Regions from separate parts of the Mus musculus genome. Here region 1 is linked to region 2. A link is a contact called in public HiCAR-type data. All regions are on one chromosome and are shown on one strand. Each heading gives the region's core, a stretch centred on a gene start, on an enhancer-like site or on the middle of the called end of the contact. The rest is flanking DNA. Distances are from core to core; before and after follow the strand shown.

Evidence for each region. HiCAR-type assays count read pairs that join an accessible place to other places.
Region 1: a HiCAR-type map of astrocytes shows a contact between it and region 2, with 5 times the contacts expected there. The contact joins the promoter of Rpl31 here to the promoter of Coa5 in region 2. A contact is called at or near these places in 2 of 39 promoter capture datasets (both in liver) and 1 of 115 datasets of contacts at active chromatin or transcription factors (astrocytes).

The regions. Positions count from the first base shown.
Region 1 is chr1:39,364,728-39,369,595 of GRCm38.p6, forward strand. It overlaps Rpl31 (ribosomal protein L31), which reads left to right and starts at 3,124. Exons shown (of 4, transcript NM_001252218.1): 1 at 3,124-3,528. The coding sequence starts at 3,422.
Region 2 is chr1:37,428,792-37,433,438 of GRCm38.p6, forward strand. Coa5 (cytochrome C oxidase assembly factor 5) reads right to left here and starts at 1,312. Exons shown (of 3, transcript NM_198006.4): 1 at 1,078-1,312. The coding sequence starts at 1,176. It overlaps Unc50 (unc-50 homolog), which reads left to right and starts at 1,348. Exons shown (of 6, transcript NM_026123.4): 1 at 1,348-1,702; 2 at 2,502-2,785; 3 at 3,760-3,880. The coding sequence starts at 2,506.

The sequences.
Region 1 (4,868 bases), core at 1,874-4,373, 1.9 Mb after region 2:
CTTGGGTTATGTAACCCTTTGTTCATTCAACATGTTCTTTATCATGATATGTTTCATCTTACTCATATGCATGTCCAATCATGCCCAGGCATGGTTGGTAAATAGGAGATTCCCACCCCCACCCCCCCCAAAAGTTCACTCAATGGACACAGGCTGCCTTACTGCCCATATACTGAAGACCAGCCCAGGCTGAGTTGGGCTCACCTCCTGCAGTTCTTTTTTTTTTTTTTTCTTTCGAGACAGGGTTTCTCTGTGTAGCCCTGGCTGTCCTGGAACTCACTCTGTAGACCAGGCTGGCCTTGAACTCAGAAATCCACCTGCCTCTGCCTCCCAAGTGCTGGGACTAAAGGTGTGCACCACCACTGCCCGGCCTGCAGTTCTAAGATATGTTCCAGCAAGTTCAACCACAAAAGGGGAGTCACCAGAGGTTGCTAGGGAGTTAGTTGAGGGTATAAGAATTGACTAGCCACTTTGTTTGGAGAAGGTTGTGCACGGAACTCCGTGCAGATGCATGTCCCAGGGTGCTAAGCTGCCTCTGAAAACTACCCACTTTAGGAGCTCATGGTTTAGGAGCCACCTAGATGCTGGCTGCATGAAGCTAAAGTTCCTTCTAGGGCTCTATTAAGATAGACAGGTCTGTAATTTCTCCTCTTCTGTAAAATGATGATGGCTCCTTCTTGGTTCTCTAGCTAGGATCCATTTTGGATACCATGAGGTTGCTATAGATATGTACCCTTGATTGCTCTATCCTGAGGGTGGGGGTGGAGTGGGCAGGAAATATTTTTCATTCACCAAGAGGAACATTTGGAAAGAACTTGAAATGAACCCTAAAAACATGAAGTCTGTATGGAACTCTGACCTATTTTTTTCTCTTACCCTAGCATTGTCTAAGGGTTAGAGATTGGGTTTTTCTGGAAACAAACTTATAGTTTAATTGTAGTCATACTTTAATTGATGGTTAGACTCCTAAGTGGAACAAGATTGTTAATGGACACAGTGTATTCATTCTCCTAAGGCTGTCTATCTGGAAGTCATTAAAAGAGGGTGGAGTATGCTGTGCTCCTAATTTAATTTAACTCTGCCTGAATTGTGCACATGTTCAAAATTTGGGTTCGCTCAAAAACCTATAATTGTGTAATTTTCCACTAAATGCATGCATCATGGGAATTGTAATCACTGACCTCTTCATTCATTATCTTTGCTTATTAAAAGGTCATTCTGTAACTACATCTGTGTCCCAGAAAAACCATGATCATACTGTCTGGAAAAGTACAGTGTCTTGGCTCAAGAGTCAAGATTGAATGTGACCTCAGTTTAAGATACTACAAACAAACTAAAATTGTAACACCTTCTGTCTCTAACAACTAAAATCCCCTTGTACAAACAACATTGTTGTCATTGTTAGACAAGGTATCACTATGTAGCTCTGGCTGGCTTGGAACTCCCTATATAGATCAGGCTGTTCTGCAACTTACAGAGCTCCACCTGCCTCTGCCTCCCACTGTGGAATTAAAAGTGTGTGCCACCACACCTGGCGAAGTGAAGCAGTTCCTAGTCATGACTTTGCACTCTTGCCAAAATGTCCTAGTAAAAATTTAGCGATATAAAATGGCTTTAATTTCTGTTCATGTTGTAGCTTGACGATCTCAAAGTCAGCCAGTAATATACTGAAAAAAATCTAATCTGAGTCATCTAGAGAAATGCTATTAGTGCTCAGATGGACTTCATATTATGGAGATAAATAGCCTTGCTTTTCTGTAGAAAAGCTCATTAGAAATGAGGCAGGGGAATTTTTTTTCCTTTTTGATTTTTTAGCTTAATCATGTGTGGACGGATATGTCTAGTTTATTGACTCCTTAAATTATTCATGTTTTACTTTTAGTATGAAGTCAGGAACTCACAGCCTTTTATAAACTCAGCTTTTCTAATTAACCATTATTTATTAACCATAACTAATTATCATTTCTTGCTCAAGTCAGCACACTCTGACTAGTGGGCTCCTCTGTCTTCTTGCTAAAGATCCCAAATTCACATTTTCATATTCTCTTTATAGCCCTTCCTCCCTCTCCCTCCCTCAGTCTCTACTCTCCCCTTCCCTCTCTCCTCCCCTTACTCTTGGATCTAGTCTCATTGTGTAGCCAAGACTGGCCTCTGTGTAGTCCGTCCTTAATTTGGCATCCTCTTGCTCTGCCTCCTGAATGCATCGCTCCAGACTTCCTTTTAAATTATTTTTGAGTGGCTCTGCTTGGGAGATTGCGTTGCAATTTTCTGAGCTCAACCCCAGTACCAATCAGCACTCCCATAGAACCCCTTCTGGTTTGGATTCTCTAAGAACTAGAACCGAGCCTGTCTGCTCCTTTCCTCCTAGCCCCACTGAGAAGTCATCAGATATTGTCAAGCGTGTTTAGCCCACTACAGTCAAGGATATCTCGAACTCCTGATCACCTAACTCAACCCACAAAGTTCTGGGATCACAGGTGTGCACCACCACACGTGGCTGTGGACACTATTTTCTTAAGAGAGAGAGAGCAGTTGCCTGTCCACCCCAAGTCTGACCTTTGGGGAATCCAAAGGCCCCAGCATCCCTTAGCCAAAGGAGGCAGAGACATAGGTTCCTTGTAAGATCGTGGAGTTTCTGCCTGCCTGTCTTCTTGCCTGTGAGATCCTGAAACTTGCTCATTGCTGAAACTCCAATAGACAGGCTATTCGGACATGTTTAGATTCGGAGATCTATTTTCTACGGACGTGCCTGGCATTTCCGTGGGCATTTTCGACTTGGAAAATAAATTCTTTTGTTGTCGTCTCGGTCATTCCGGGGACCTTCCGCCAAGCACAGTATCTAATAGATTAAACAAACGTAGAGTGAGTGAGCGAGTGCACCCGAAAAACTGGAGTATCTTCCCTCCCGGCCGGGCGTTCCGAATCCGGGTTCGGGTTGGGATTTAAATCCCATCCCGCACCTCCACTGCTCAAGGCAGATTGCAAGAAGACTGACAAGATCGACCCCGCCCTGGGCCCGCCCTGGGTCCGCCCCATGCCGCTCGCTCCGCCCCTGACGCGCGCTGTATTTACGCCCCAGCCTAACTCCTAACTTCCCTCGCCACACCTCTTCCTCCTCGCCTCCCCGTGACCCGGAAGTTGTACGGCTACGCGACTTTCCCTCCCACAAACCCTCGCGCCCTTCCTTTCCTACTTGGGCCCGGCAGAGTGAGTATGGCTGCGGGGTCGCGGCTCTGAAATCCGGCGCCATCCGCGCCCGGCGCGGGACGGGCAGGCTCGGTGGGGTTTGTCCCGCGCCGCGCGGAGGCTCTGCGGTCCGGGGCGGTGGGAGGACGGCCTGCGGGGTACGGGTGCACCTTAGCTCGGGCTTGGGCTTTCCCACTACCTGCTTAGAGCCTCCCTCCCTGTCGCCTGCGTCTAGATGGCTCCCGCAAAGAAGGGTGGCGAGAAGAAGAAGGGCCGTTCTGCCATCAACGAGGTGGTGACCCGAGAATACACCATCAACATTCACAAGCGCATCCATGGAGTGTGAGTACCGGGCGGGCGGTGTGGCCCGCGACCCCCTTCGGGCTCCGGCCGGGCTGGGCTGTCACCCGCGAGCCTTGCTTACAGACTGGGTGCTCTAGAGGGCAAGCGGGTTTATTCCGGTGTGGTTGTGTGTACGTGGAAGGTGTGCGGGGTTTGGCTTGCACGGCAACCGGCTAGGAAATGGAGACTGGAGGCTGTGATGGAGTTTGAGGGAGCGGTTAGACTTGGGGAAGGTTGGTGGTGCTAAAACGTGAGTTCTGGTAATCCGGACGTGTAAAAGGAAAGTCAGTGACTTGTACGCTGCAGGAAAGTGGCCGGTTACTACCTCAAGTGCGAAATACGATTTTTTTTTTCGTCGTCCGATTATACAGATTTGTGCAAATTCGGGGCAAGTTGTAGTAAAGTGGCGGTTACAGAGAGTGATTGCGGTCCTTATTTGTACACGACCTATCTGCATTTGCGTTCCAGCCCTAGAGCTTGAGTTCTTGGACTTGATGGTTTAGTATTTTCGGAGAGATTTTGCCGGGTTGAAATGTGTGTCTGCACCTAGTGGGTTGCCCCAAGGTCTTTGCCCGGTATGAATACTGCTGGTGGTCGGCCACGTTCCTTCCTCTATGGTTGGGCATATTAAGCACTATGAAGCACTATTTAGGCCTGTGACAAAGTGAAAGTAGGCCACAAGTTAAAGGTGGTGTGGGTGTTGCCCAGTATGTGGAAGGAAGAGTCGCTCTCAGGTGAAAGGTACTCTTTAAAAGCAGCCTTGAATAGAGCATTGTAGAAGCGAGTCGTACCCCCCCCCCAGGCCTTTTGTATTTTGTTGATAAGGCCCTATGTGAGAATCTCTAGCCTCCTTCATTCTTTGGTAATTTCTTGGTCCCCATTGTGGTGTAAACCAAGCCTCTGCTTTGTTCCACTCCTTGCTTTCCCTGTCTCATTCATTCGGGTAGTAGTTGAGCCCAGTGCTAGGTCTGCCCTCTGAGATCTACTCACTGACTGCGGCAGCCCCACTTTTTCCAATTCCCTAACCATAACATTGAGATTGCTCAGTGCTCCATCTCTTTCCTGGTCTTTGTAAGTGATACCACCTGACTGGTTGCTTGCGTGAGTTTTTTTCAAGCTAGCTGTGAAGTGGGTTGTCTGGGCACTAGAGACAGGCTGCGGGTAGGTAGAATAGAGAAAGCAGATGCTCTTTGTCTCACTTGGAGTGGACTTGACGGGTGTTGAACAGACCTGGGCTTTTTTGGTTGATTGGTTTTTGGATTTGAGGTCTTCCCACCCAGCCTCCATGTTGGGATCATTGGTGCGTGCACCATGCTCTAGAAAGGTTCAAGTTTTTTGTT
Region 2 (4,647 bases), core at 62-2,561:
CCACTGAGCCATCTATTTTCCAGCCCCCAGAGCCTAAGATTTTTAGGACATATCGTCAATGTTTGTATAAGCCTTCCTATGGATGAGAACCATGAATTGGATGTGTTAAAATAAAGACCTTTTAGTGTTAGTACTAAACTCTGTATATAAATGTTAATAGGGAGGGGCTGGCAAAGTGGCTAAGTAAAGAAAATGCTTGCTGTGCATGAGAGCTCCCAGTTCAGCACCCACATAAAGAGCTGGGCATGGTGGCAGAAGTCGTTTATCCCAGAATGGGAGTGGAGCCAAGCAGATCTGGTTAGGCTAGCCAATTAGGTCCACTGACATGCTATCTCAAGTAATAAGGTGGAGGGGCTGGAGAGATGAGTCAGCGGGCAAGAGGCCTTGCTCTTCTGAGGTCAAGGTCAGTAATGGGAAAACCATACTGAGTTCCCTCTGGAAGTTTCAACTTTTCTGGTTTTCCAAGAGTCATAAAATCTTAAGAAGTCTATTTTTGAGAAAGTTCTGAACCTTCTCCCCACTCCCCTTTCTCCTCACTATCCCCCACTGGAAGGTACGTTGTGATCATCTGAGTTCATACCCTACGTTTCTCTGAGCCCTTCTCATTCCTCGCCTGTTTCCCAAGGCAGCACATAGTATAAAGGCTTATGTTGAATTCCTCCCAGAATGCAATGCTATAGGTTTAAGATAGGTTAAAGATCGGCAGAGAGAAACTATGGCACACCATGAGATACTTCCATATTCTAGAAGCCAAGGAACCAAAACTCTCCACCACAGATCAAGTAGCCATGCGGCGCAGGCACAGGCCTTGGCAGCTGCCCTTAGAGTGGGAGTCTCTGGTGGCGCGTGCCAGCACTCAGGGATCGCTTCCTGAACAGAGCTGGCTGAAGGTTTACAAAATCCTTAGGTGGGTAGTAAGTTATCTCCCACTTAACACCAGTAAGAACTGGGGATGCGAGCTCAAGAGACCTGTCCAAAGTCAGGAGCGGACGCGCGACCTCTACCCTCGACGTGACCTCCCCTCGCAGGCCATCATGGAGCCAGTCTTGACTGAGCTCTGCCACCCAGATCCGCTACCTGGAGCACACAGGCAGACTGCAGCAGACATGCACCCAGATCCTCCTTCACGCCCGCACACGCGCCGCCCTCCGGCTTGTCCTCATAATACCGGGGCATGGCGGGGACCCACCGCCCTCACCACACTGGATCACGGCCCTCGGTCACCCCGCACGGCCCGGAAGGGCGTGGGACACGCCCACTGGCAAGCTACCGGCGAGGGTGGGAGAAAGTCTCAACAACTTCCGCCAGGAGTGCGACTCTTCAGGGTATGCGCACGCGTGGCGGAAGTGCGTGTCCGTAACGTAAATACAGAGCGCCGCAAGTGCGGGCTACGTAGCGGGAAGGGAAGTGGCCCCAGCGGCGGCTGGGCTCGGCTGCCCTGGGAAGGTGGCGGTAGTCCCGGGCCCAGGACGAGGCCTCGAGGGCCTTCAGGTGCGGCCTGCTCTGTGTGCGCAGGGTGGCGTTCGTGCCGTCGGCCGTTTCCACGGTTAGCTCGCGACCTGGCGTCTCAGCGGCTGGGCGAGGGACCGGCCGGCGCCCGGCAGCTCGAGTCCTAGGCCCGCCGTGGAGCTGCTGGGTAAAACCAAAGACAGCCGCTTACGTGGGAATCGCAGGATTAGAGCCGTTTTTCTATTCTAAGCAGGTCTGAAATTTTGCAAGGAGACACACACCCTGAAACCTTGTCGTTGCTTGTTCTTAAGTCAAATGTCACTGGGCCGTTTGTATTTTTAGTTGACAGAGGCTTGGGGTAATGGAGACCTGCTGGCGGGGCGGGGCGCCGCGCCGCGCCGCGGAGGGCAGGTAGGCTGGGCGGTGACCAGCAGTCATTTAGCTTCGGACTAGTTGGACTGGCCCCTTCGCGCTGTTATTCCTCCTACCCAGCCATCCTAGGAGTAAAACCATCAAGGAGTGTAATTTTTATTGTCACATTCTGAATAACCAGGGACTTGCTGGCCATCGCCGATGGACTTGTACAAATAAACTGTGTGTCTTACTTTTTCAGTAACCTTGCTTTTAGATTAAACTTTTTGTTTGTTTTAAATCTTGGTCATTACAAACACGGAATTTTGAACCAGTGTTCGGTCATTGTCCCGTGTTAATGAGGACGTCATTGCACACCCCCTTGTGCTGCTTTTTCCTTGGCCTCCATTATCAGTAGTGAGCTACTGCAGCTGTCAAAGGCTTGATTGAGGTGAAGGTTGGGAAACCATCGACTGAAGTTAAGTGCTTGTTTCAGGTGATACAGGAGTTTGTGGTACTGCCTTGATGGCATTACCCTTGGCCAGCCCCTAGACAAGCCCCAGAACCAACTCTATAGCTTCTGGCCCCTAATCCTTTCTGAAGGTGGCAAGAGAAAACGTCATAGCGCTGACGAGGAGTTCTAGTAGCCAAATAATTACATTTAAGATTACATCTAAGAGAAATGTTCTCATTCCATCTAGGAAGATGCTACCAAGTACTTCCTTGAGTTCTTCGATGCACGGGAATGGAGTATTAAATTCCAGGGATGCAGCAAGGCACACGGCTGGAGCAAAACGCTACAAGTACCTCAGAAGGCTCTTTCGATTTCGGCAGATGGACTTTGAGTTTGCTGCATGGCAGATGCTCTACCTGTTTACCTCTCCTCAGAGGGTTTATAGAAACTTTCACTACCGGAAGCAAACAAAGGACCAGTGGGCCAGAGATGACCCTGCCTTCTTAGTCCTCTTAAGTATCTGGCTCTGTGGTAAGTGTGTCTCAGTTTACAAGCAGTATAGTAGAAAAACAAATTGGGGTTTTCAGAGGAAACTTTATCTTTTGGGATAATGTATGGCGGGTCAGACTCTTGGGGTGTGTGAAGCTGTGGGATTTGTTTGTCTTTTCTAAAACATGAGAAAACTGGCAAGAAAGAAAGTGGAGTTCTTCCTAGTGCTGGCTGTAACACGCCAGAGTAAACTACTGTACCCAGTGTATGAAAGTAGGGCATGGGGTTCGTCCCAGAGTTGGTTTATTCCTTCTCTTTTGAAACAGCTTCTAGATGTGTAGGCCAGGCTGGCCTGGCACTCAGGAAGCTCTTAACTCAGTCTCTTAGTGCTGGCTTGACAGTCGTGTTCTGCCACACTGGCTGACTTTAAAACAAACAGAACAAAACTAATAAGAACCAAACCCAAGTGTGTGCCAAGAAATATTAGGATAGGAATTACATTTCTTAATTAGGCAAATCTGCAAGGCCGGCAGATTGCTATCTTTTTATTTTTGTTTTTTGTCAAGCGGAGGGGCAGGGGTTGGTAGGACCAGGAATAGAAACCAGTGACTTAAATCTACCAGGCAAGTGAGCTGCACCCCCAGCCTTCCAGGGTAAGAGTTCTGAAAGTACTGATCAAACTGGAAAAGAACCTTTAGATTCTCCAGTACCCCAACTGGAGAACATCAACAGTCCCCGTCAACTAGAGGGTACTGGAGTATGTAGGTGCTTTTCACATTTAACTGGACTTAAGAGTAAGTTGAGTGCCGTCCCGTCCACACTGGTGTTCTGAGTGCCCTGTGTCCTGTCATTTACTGCATTCAGAGGTGACATCTCTTTCCACATCAGTTGCATGTACCTTGTCATGAGGGTTTTCTTCATCATCTGTGTGCCACCTCTACTACACTGTGGGTGTATGGGAGTCAGGGACTGTTTTGTACCTGAGCCTGGCAGTGACTTGTAACTCTTTATTTCAGTGTCCACCATAGGATTCGGCTTTGTGCTGGACATGGGATTTTTTGAGACAATAAAGCTGCTGCTGTGGGTTGTGTTTATAGATTGTGTGGGTGTTGGCCTTCTGATCTCAACGTTAATGTGGTAAGTACGGTAAAGTGGCTCCTTCTATGCTGTCCCGCCTCTGTTTCCTTCAGAGGGGCAGTAACTAGTGAAGACAGAGTAGCTGAAGTGGCTGGGCAGACTGCTAGGATGGTTCTAACTTGGCTCCTGTGTCTGTACTAGGTCAGAAAATACTCTAATGGGTGCTTTCTGTCATTGTAGCAAATCCCAGAATGGTTTACCCTGCTAAATTCTGATTTTTTATAATATATGTATGGTTCTGATTAGCTTTGTTTTCTACATTTGTCAGTGGGTACCATTTCCAGGTGCATGAGTGCTTCAGTATTGTTTCGGTCCATTTAGATCTAGGTTATCCTCTGGAGTTTTACATCAGTCAGGGGTGTTTGAAAGGGGTTTTGTTTTCAGTGTGTCTCCTCTGTGCTGAGAAGAAATTACATCCAGAGGCCTTCAAAGGCCGTCAGCCTGCTTCTGTCTGGGGTTGAATGAACAACCATAGTTGGCTGTAGACTAGAGATCTGGTGTTCAGTGTGTTACTTCCCTCAGAGAATGTTCCTGTGTGCTTGGCCTCCTGGGCAAAGGGTGATGATGTAACAAGTGGCTTCAGAAGGTGGAGACTGAGGAGGGAGCAGAGAAAATGCAATCGTTTCAGACATGTCCACACGGCAACAGGCATGTGTGTGGTCTTATTTAGAAACTGGAGTTATTCCATAGATGGTTTTAGGGTAGCAGAATGGTAGACCTTTGGTACCTAGATATGGTAGCTATTACTGTTTTAAACAAAAAGGCTA